2 separate regions of the Zea mays genome follow, and region 2 is linked to region 1. The links are chromatin contacts, called in public Hi-C maps. All regions are on one chromosome and are shown on one strand. The core of a region is the stretch at or near the end of the contact, and the rest is flanking DNA. Distances in the headings are between cores, read along the strand shown. Region 1 overlaps LOC103631822 (serine-aspartate repeat-containing protein F). Region 2 holds the start of LOC103631823 (protein ALP1-like).

What was found. A called contact is a pair of places that touch in the nucleus more often than the background predicts.
Region 2: a contact with region 1 is called in a Hi-C map of endosperm, with 2.2 times the contacts expected there. The contact joins the promoter of LOC103631823 here to the enhancer-like site in region 1. A contact is called at or near these places in 5 of 25 Hi-C or Micro-C datasets (endosperm, leaf, tassel and 1 more).

What each region holds. Positions count from the first base shown.
Region 1 is chr1:18,478,642-18,482,674 of Zm-B73-REFERENCE-NAM-5.0, reverse strand. It overlaps LOC103631822 (serine-aspartate repeat-containing protein F), which reads right to left. Exons shown (of 13, transcript XM_008653565.4): 8 at 2,783-4,033. Among protein-coding and RNA genes, the nearest start is that of LOC103631822, 7.4 kb to the right of the region's middle. Within about 2 kb of position 1,729, at least 1 of the 20 cell types and tissues checked has an H3K27ac peak or open chromatin away from gene starts, as enhancers often do. A contact at or near this core is called in endosperm, where this site is marked.
Region 2 is chr1:18,632,943-18,636,975 of Zm-B73-REFERENCE-NAM-5.0, reverse strand. LOC103631823 (protein ALP1-like) reads left to right here and starts at 2,338. Exons shown (of 2, transcript XM_008653575.4): 1 at 2,338-2,610; 2 at 2,689-3,957. The coding sequence starts at 2,363. The coding sequence ends at 3,730. It overlaps LOC103631824 (DDB1- and CUL4-associated factor 8), which reads right to left and starts at 1,323. Exons shown (of 20, transcript XM_020545330.3): 1 at 960-1,323. The coding sequence starts at 1,046.

The sequences.
Region 1 (4,033 bases), core at 480-2,979:
GGTCCATCAATAATGTAATAGATGGCAGCACAGGCTTGTTGCCTTGAACGCCTCCTCCCTGTATGGTTAGTTGATTGTATTAGGCAAGGATCTCCCTGATTGGACTGTTCCTATTCCATCCTTGCCTATATGTACTCGAGCCTTGCTCTCAATAATCATTCACCACTTTCCCTAGTCCACTTTCTCACAGTATCCTCTTGTCACATAGACCGCCATATGCTTGGTGCCACTTCCTCCACCTTGTTTTGATTCTATGGCTAACATCTTCATCAATATCTCCACCTCTATATAGCATTGATCCTAAATACCGAAAGGTATCCTTCCTAAGCACTACTTCCCATTCCAAACTAACATCTCCTTCCCCATGTGTAGTAGTGTCGAAGTCATATCACATGTATTCGATTTTAATTCTACTGAGTCTAAAACCTTTGGACTCTAGAGTTTCCTGCCACAACTCTAATTTCATATTTAGTCTTCCTCATCTTTCATCAACTAGCACTACTTTGTCAAAAAAGGCATACACCAAAAGATATCCCCTCGTATGTCCCTTGTGATCTCATCCATCACCACGGCAAAAAGGTAAGGGCTCAAAGCTAACCCTTGATGTTGTCCTTTGTACATGTCCTTAATGAGTTAAACGTACTTTGTTGGACCTTTATGTTTATCCAAAGTTCACCATATAACATTTTTCGATATTTTGTCACAAGTCTTCTCCAAGTCGATGGAAACCATGTGTAGGTCCATCTTCTGCTCCCTATACTACTACATCACTTGTCTTATTAAGAAAATGGCTTCCATGGCAGACCGTCTAAACATGAAACCAAATTGGTTCAAACTTCATAGATATCCTCGTCATTAGGGATGAAAATCATAACTGAAAATCATGCAACCGAGGCCTCGTAACTGTATCATTTCCGTAAATATAATACCATTTCTGAAAATTACCGTATTTAAAATTTGAATTTCAAATATCTATCATTGTATTGTAGTTGCAATAAGTAGATTAATTATGAAAAAATGTGTAAATTTCTGATCGACCGACAATTGTTTTTGTATACACCCTCCATACTCAAAATTAAGGTCGTTTAGGACACTATTTGTGATACCAAGGAATAAATAATTGCATGTAAATTTCTGTATATGCCCCTATTAAATAGACGTCGAGTCCAGTTCAGTCAAAACCGCATGCCTATCTACTTGGTTGTCCTTGTTGTGTTGAAGGCTCAGGTCGCGGGTTCAAAGCCCCACAAAATCATTTCTTCTTGCCTCAGGTTTGGTTTAAGCATGGCCGCGCGTGGCTATTTGGTCCAGTGTAGAGCAAAAAACTCTAGAACGACTTCAATTTTGAAATTGGCTACATGTGTAGGACGACCAGAATTGTGATGTTGGAGGGAGTAGATGACATCATTTCCAACTGTTTTTTATCGTTTTCATCCCTACTCGTCATTCCTCTCAAACGATACTCAATAGCTCTCTCACGTAGCTTCATAGTGTGGCTCATCCATGCTTATCAAGGCGTCGCTTAAGCGACGCTAAAGCGCTAAGGCGCGCGTAGACGGCAAGACATCCTGCTCGCCTTGCCCGCGGACGTAAGGCACAGCAGCAGAGGTCGTAGGCGCGGTGGCGAAGGTCGCAGGCACGCGGCCGGCGACGAAGGTCGCAGTCGCGAGAGCACACGCGGCGCGGCGGCGGCGGATGTAATAGTTGCAGGAGCGCGCGCGGTGGCGAGGTCACAGGAGCGCGCGCGGTGGAGAGCTGCTGGTGCACGACGGCGAGGTCGCAGGAGCGCGGCGGGATGGGGAGTTGCTAGAGCAGTGAATTAGTGGCGGCTGTGGAGCAGTGACAAAGTTAGGGTTTGGGTGTGGCTATGGTAGAACCTGGGTTTGTGCTGAGTTAATGGGCTTCTAGATGGACCACCAAATAAAAGTCCATACCATTCTTTTTTTTCCCTTTCTTTTCCACTTTTCACCTTTCAAAACGAAATATTGGATTCTTTGAGTTTTGTACGTTAGAGACCTATTGTAGTGTTTTAGGACCTAATTTTGTGTGCAAATATAATATATATATATATATATATATATATATATATATATATATATATATATATATATATATAAATTTATATAAACACCTCGCTTTAACTCTATATTTTCCTATCTTTATATATGAGTAAGGCATCGCCTTACGCCTTTCCGCTCAAAAGGTGAAAGGGGGGTCGCTCGCGCTTGTCGCCTTAATAACTATGGGCTCATCAACTTAACTCCTTGGTAATTGGTATAACTTTGAATATCTCCCTTATTTCTACAGATTGGTGCCAATATACTTCCACTCATCAAGCACCTTGTTCGACCGAAAGATATGGTAGACCAACTATTTTAGGCAACACAGGCAAAATAAAGATCCTATACCATTGGGACACTGGTCGAAGTGTAAACAGTAAGGGGGGAGGTCAGAGGCATTGTAAATTTATATATTGCCGGTCCAGGCCTGCTGATATAATCCAATCATTCTCAGATTTGTACCAGTAGAAATGTCTAGAAGGTAAGCTGGACTATGAAATAACCCAAAAGAAAACAGAAGCATATCTAGTCTAATAAATACCACACAGCTTACTAATTAAATATCTGTAGGAATATCCAAGATCATATCAAATAAGTCGAGAAAAGGATAAGTCAATCTATCAGCATGCTTATAGCAACAAAAGTAGAAGAAAGTCAAAATGCACTAAACAAAAGTACTTCAAGGAGACATAACTGACATTGTGAAGGATACTGGAACTTACTGTGAGAAATCTTTTATTGGACCTTTGAGTTCTGGTGCATCTTTATCATACTTGGAGAAAAATAAATTATCATCATCTGAAGAACTGTCTCTTCTCTTTCTACCTGTCTTTGTCTCAATCAAAGAGTTGTTTCTACTTCTTTCCTCATTATCTGATGTGGATATTGATTTCTGCATTCGAGACACTATGACATTATTAGTACCGTTCTGTGGAAGCCTTGAGGTTGCTTTCTTCTTCTGCATATCAGCATACTCTAGCATTCCACTATGTGCCATCCTAGTTTCCCTTTTGCTTGTTTTTTCTCCTGACCTATCTGGATACATTATGTTCTCAGAATCTGAATTATCAATCTTTGGCAAATGCAGGCTCTCTGGAAAATTCTCTCTTTGTTGAGGCCTATTATCATCAAACGCGTACACTGCTGCCTTCCTCTGAAACCCTTCCTGGTTTACATGGCCTCTATTTCCATATTCTTGAGGTGAAGGTTTCCTCTTATCATGAAAGACGGTTACAGGAGTCTTCCTGTCATTTATACTGGGGTAGAAGTTATTTACACCAGTTAGTTTAGCATCAAGCGACTTGGAGGAACTATTTCTCTCAAATTGCTTCCTTATCCTTCCATCATCATTTTCCAAAGAAGTCTCGCGAAGTTCACCCAACTCAAGATCAGAAAGCTCTCTCTGGAGCTTTTTTTTACCATAAGGTGATTTCTCAACATTATCTCTTTGTGAATTTGATGGCTCACCATTACTTTCATTAGATTCAGGAAAAGCAGTTACCTCATCAGGCACAACAATTTCTCTGGAACTTTTGGTTAAATTCATGGAATTTATATTAGCATTAGTGTCCTTCGAATGCTTAAGCATTTTATCATCAATAAGAGGATTCTCATGTCTACTCCTTTTTCTTGTGGAAGAATCATCAGAGCCATCAAAATTGGCATGGTGATCTACACCATGTGAATAACATGAGCCAAAGTCACCATCAATACCATGCCATGGTTTCTGCATCTTATCTGATTTTTTCTTTGAACTTGATTTAACAGCATTTCCTTTTGTTCCCTCAGAATGCATTGTTGGGATAGGTAAATTTGGGCTCTGATCTATCCTCTGTAAATTTCCAGGAGCTGAAGGTCTTCCTTTCATGGCAGGACTGCTATCTCGTGAAGCATCACGGCTAACATTCCCCGTCTCCTTGTTCAACCTATCATTGGTATGCTTTTCAGGGGGTAAACTTCTTTTGTGTTCTGAT
Region 2 (4,033 bases), core at 1,089-3,588, 150 kb before region 1:
CGGTAGCAATGAGAAGAGAGGAAGATGAAGACCGAAATTGACATAGGAAGAAAAAGCAAAAGGGGACTTGAAAGGATGGTCCATGCCCAAATATTTAGCCTTGTATAGAAATGCATGCAAAACAGATATCCATGTGCCCGAACCTTGATTATGGTTTCTATTGGGTTTTTAACTCTAGCCTACCCCAACTTGCTTGGGATAAAAGGCTTTGTTGTTGTTGTTGTTGTTGTTGTTGCTGCTGCCCATGTATTTATAACTGGTCCATAAGTCACCATACATATGTAAGTTGAGAAGAAAAGAGCTACTGCGAAGAGCATGCCACATATTAGGTGGTAAGGACCAGTATGCTGTATGCACACTCTGCACACAAAACATTAAGTACATTTTTGTGAGAAATAACATCACTCAATTAATCCATTTCTCCATTTACACACACACACATATAGTACAAAAGGCCATATCATTTCACCATTACCTAAAGACCTCACCACCACCAAGAATAGATCAATATGTGTTCTTTTGTATTGTTTCACTTTCACCTTGAACATTCAGCAGGTTGTTTCAGGTTTGCACCACATAAAGAGCAAGAATTCTGAAGTCAACTTGATACTGCACCATTTCAGAAGTGGCCCGATATTAATTAATTTCTAAAGACAGATACGGTATATAGCAAACCGCTATTCTAATCCAATTACTGGTATCAGGCTGCGCATCGAACAACAGCTGGTTCCTCCATGTCCACAAACCCTTCTGAGTTTCAACCTAATCAAAAGTAACGATCCGGAAATGCAACCCAGCACCCACTAACTCATCCAAAACCGCCCCCGCCAATCACTTTGAATCATCGATTCGCCGACACGAACCCTTACGAATCGACCAATTCGATCCAAAGCAAAGCATAAATGCCGCCTAAAGCGCTAGGAGAAATCCCAGGGGTTTGCTGCTCCACGGGGCCTTACGGGGGAGCCGTGGAGGCTGCGGGCGTCCAGGAGATCGGTGACGCTGCCGTCCGAAAAGGGCCACCGCATCTTCTCCGCCGTGTCCATCTCCAGCTAGCCCTCGCCGCTTCTCCCGCGTCCCCAGCCGCCAGGTTCCGCACGATCGCCGGGGGCTGGATGGGGGATGCTTCTGGAAATCTGGACACCGCCAGGTCCTTCGGGGGTCGATGGTCGGGGACGGAAGGGTTGAGGTCTGGGTTCCAGGAGCGAGAAGGCTGGAAGGGTTCCGGAGACAGAGAGAGGGCGCCCCCGGGTCGAAGTGGGGGAGTGGGGGGCAGCCGGTCGGAGACGCGTGGAGCCACTGCTGACCAAGGCGTGGGCTCCCAGGTGGGGCCTACAATCGTCCAAACGTGCAAGAACAAATTTAGGCCTGTTTGTTTAGACAGTAATACCCTTGTTTGTTTATTTGAGGTGAGAAAAGAAGTATGGCATATATTGTAATTTCTATTTACATAACCATAGGTAGTGGGTTTTTTGCCAAAATAATCTCAAATAAGCTACTCTTAGGAGATTATGAGATTATCATAATCTGGGCTTTAGATTATATAATCTGAACTCATAATCTATATGTTTGTTTACCTATTGGATTATTTGCGCTGGATTATATAATCTAAAGAGATTATAATCCGAAACAAACAGGGTCTTAGGCTGGTGTACTCTAAATATAGAGTTTCAAACAGTTTTCTACGCTCTTTAGGCTATCTCCAGCAGCGTCCCCTAAATTTCATCCCCTAAAGGAATATTCTCTGTCCTTTACAGCACACTTTAAAAGATTCTATCCTCTATATATTCTCAGTCTCCAGCAACGTCCTCTAAATTCGGTCCCCTATAGCCACAGTGTTAGGCTGTCTCCAGCAGCGTCCCCTAAATTTCGTCCCCTAAAGGAATATTCTCTGTCCTTTACAGAACACTCTAAAAGATTCTGTCCTCTATATATTCTCCGTCTCCAGCAGCGTCCTCTAAATTCCATCCCCTAAAGCTACAGTGTTAACAGATTCACATTTTCCATTTCTTTTTCATTTTTCTTTGTTTTGTTATCATTTGACACTATACAAATGATCCGAAAAAATTGTATTTATTAATTTTTAAAGCAATAAATTCGAAATATCAATAATAATTACATTGATTGTTTTGTTGTTGTGTAATTGTTGTGGGTAACGCGCCACATACTATAATATTGTTGCCAAAATAAGTTTTAAAATGGACAATCTTGCACCGTAAGCCAGTACTCTTCTTCGAGAAGCCATAGCCTTGCTTCCCTTGCACGACAAGCGCTTGTCTTCTATCCGAAGCGTACTTCCTCTATAAATACCAAGTGACCCTTCCATACTTCACTCAACCTTGCCTTTACAAACTCGACTACCATGAATCCCTACTTAGAAAACAATTTTCTTGTGCGCTTGATGGAAGAAATGGAAGAGGAAGAAGAAGAGTTGCAGTTGGCGAGGCACATGGTCAATAGGAGGCGACGTGCACGCAATGAGCGTCGTCATGGTGGTTCGATTCCAGGGCGTGTTAGGATTCATCGTGATCACATGAGCGGCGATGCAAGAATCCGAGCGGACTACTTTGGAGCCAACCCCGTGTACACGGATGCTCAATTTCGTAGGAGGTATTTACAATTAACACATTCTTTTTACCATGTACAAAACTCTACGACCCCTATTATGACACATGAATTCTATGGTAGGTTCCGCATGCGTCGCCATGTCTTTGAGCGCCTTGTTGATGCTGTGCAACAAGTGGATCCTTATTTTATTCAACGTCCAAATTGTGCGGGTGATATGGGTCTTTCTGCTCTACAGAAAGTTGTTGCTGCTGTTCGAATCCTTGCTTACGGTATTCCAGCTGATGCCGTTGACGAATACGTGCGTATTGGCGAATCTACTGCTCATGAGGCATTGAAACACTTTTGCACGGCCGTCCAAACCGCGTTTGCTCTGTACTATCTTCGTGCACCAAATGCAGAAGACATCGCACGCCTTCTCCAAGTTGGCGAGTCACGTGGGTTTCCTGGTATGCTTGGTAGTGTTGATTGCATGCATTGGGAGTGGCGTAACTGCCCAAGTTCATGGAAGGGGATGTTTACAGGGCGTGGTAAACATCCTACCATGATCTTGGAAGCTGTTGCGTCGTATGACCTGTGGATATGGCATGCATATTTTGGTCTGCCAGGTAGTTGCAACGACATAAATGTTCTTCATCGTTCAAACCTTTTCGAAAGGCATCTTAGCGGTGACACACCACCCGTTTCATTCACTGTGAATGGGCACACGTACAATATGGGATATTACCTAGCAGACGGGATTTACCCAGACTGGCCCGCATTTGTGAAGACAATCCGTAACCCCTACGACGTTAGAACCCAACACTTTGCAACAATTCAAGAGTCTGCTCGAAAAGATATAGAACGAGCTTTCGGTGTACTCCAGAAGAGATGGGGTGTGGTCCGTGGACCTGCATACGGTTGGAGTCCTGAACACATTGGGGACATCATGAAAACATGCATAATATTGCACAACATGATAGTAGAAGACGAAGGTCCATTGTCTTTGAACACAACCTTTGAAAACATCGGAGTGCTGGCAGACACAACTCAAGGTTCAATGGAAGAGCGCAACGACTTCGTCAATCAAAGGTACAACCAACTGAAAGACCGCAACAAATATACTCAGCTTCAGGTTGATCTGATACACCATCACTGGGCGCGCCATGGATCCGGAGTTGCATAGGACGCAATGAAACAAGTTGTGTCATGGCTGTTCTTAAATCTACTGTCGAACTGTCTTAGTTTACTTGTCATTGTTCTACTGTCTGTGTCAGTGTCATGTCTGTTCTACTTCATGTGTCAAGTGTGTGTAATGTGTGTCTGAGTGTCCTAGTGTAGTAGTGTCATGTCTGTTCTACTTGATGCTGCTGTTTCAAATAAATAAGAACGAGTACTACTGTCATGCAACCACATGTGTGTACAAATGCTACACAAAAACTACACCAAGCTCACACTTCATGAAACCAAATAGTTCAACACATATAGT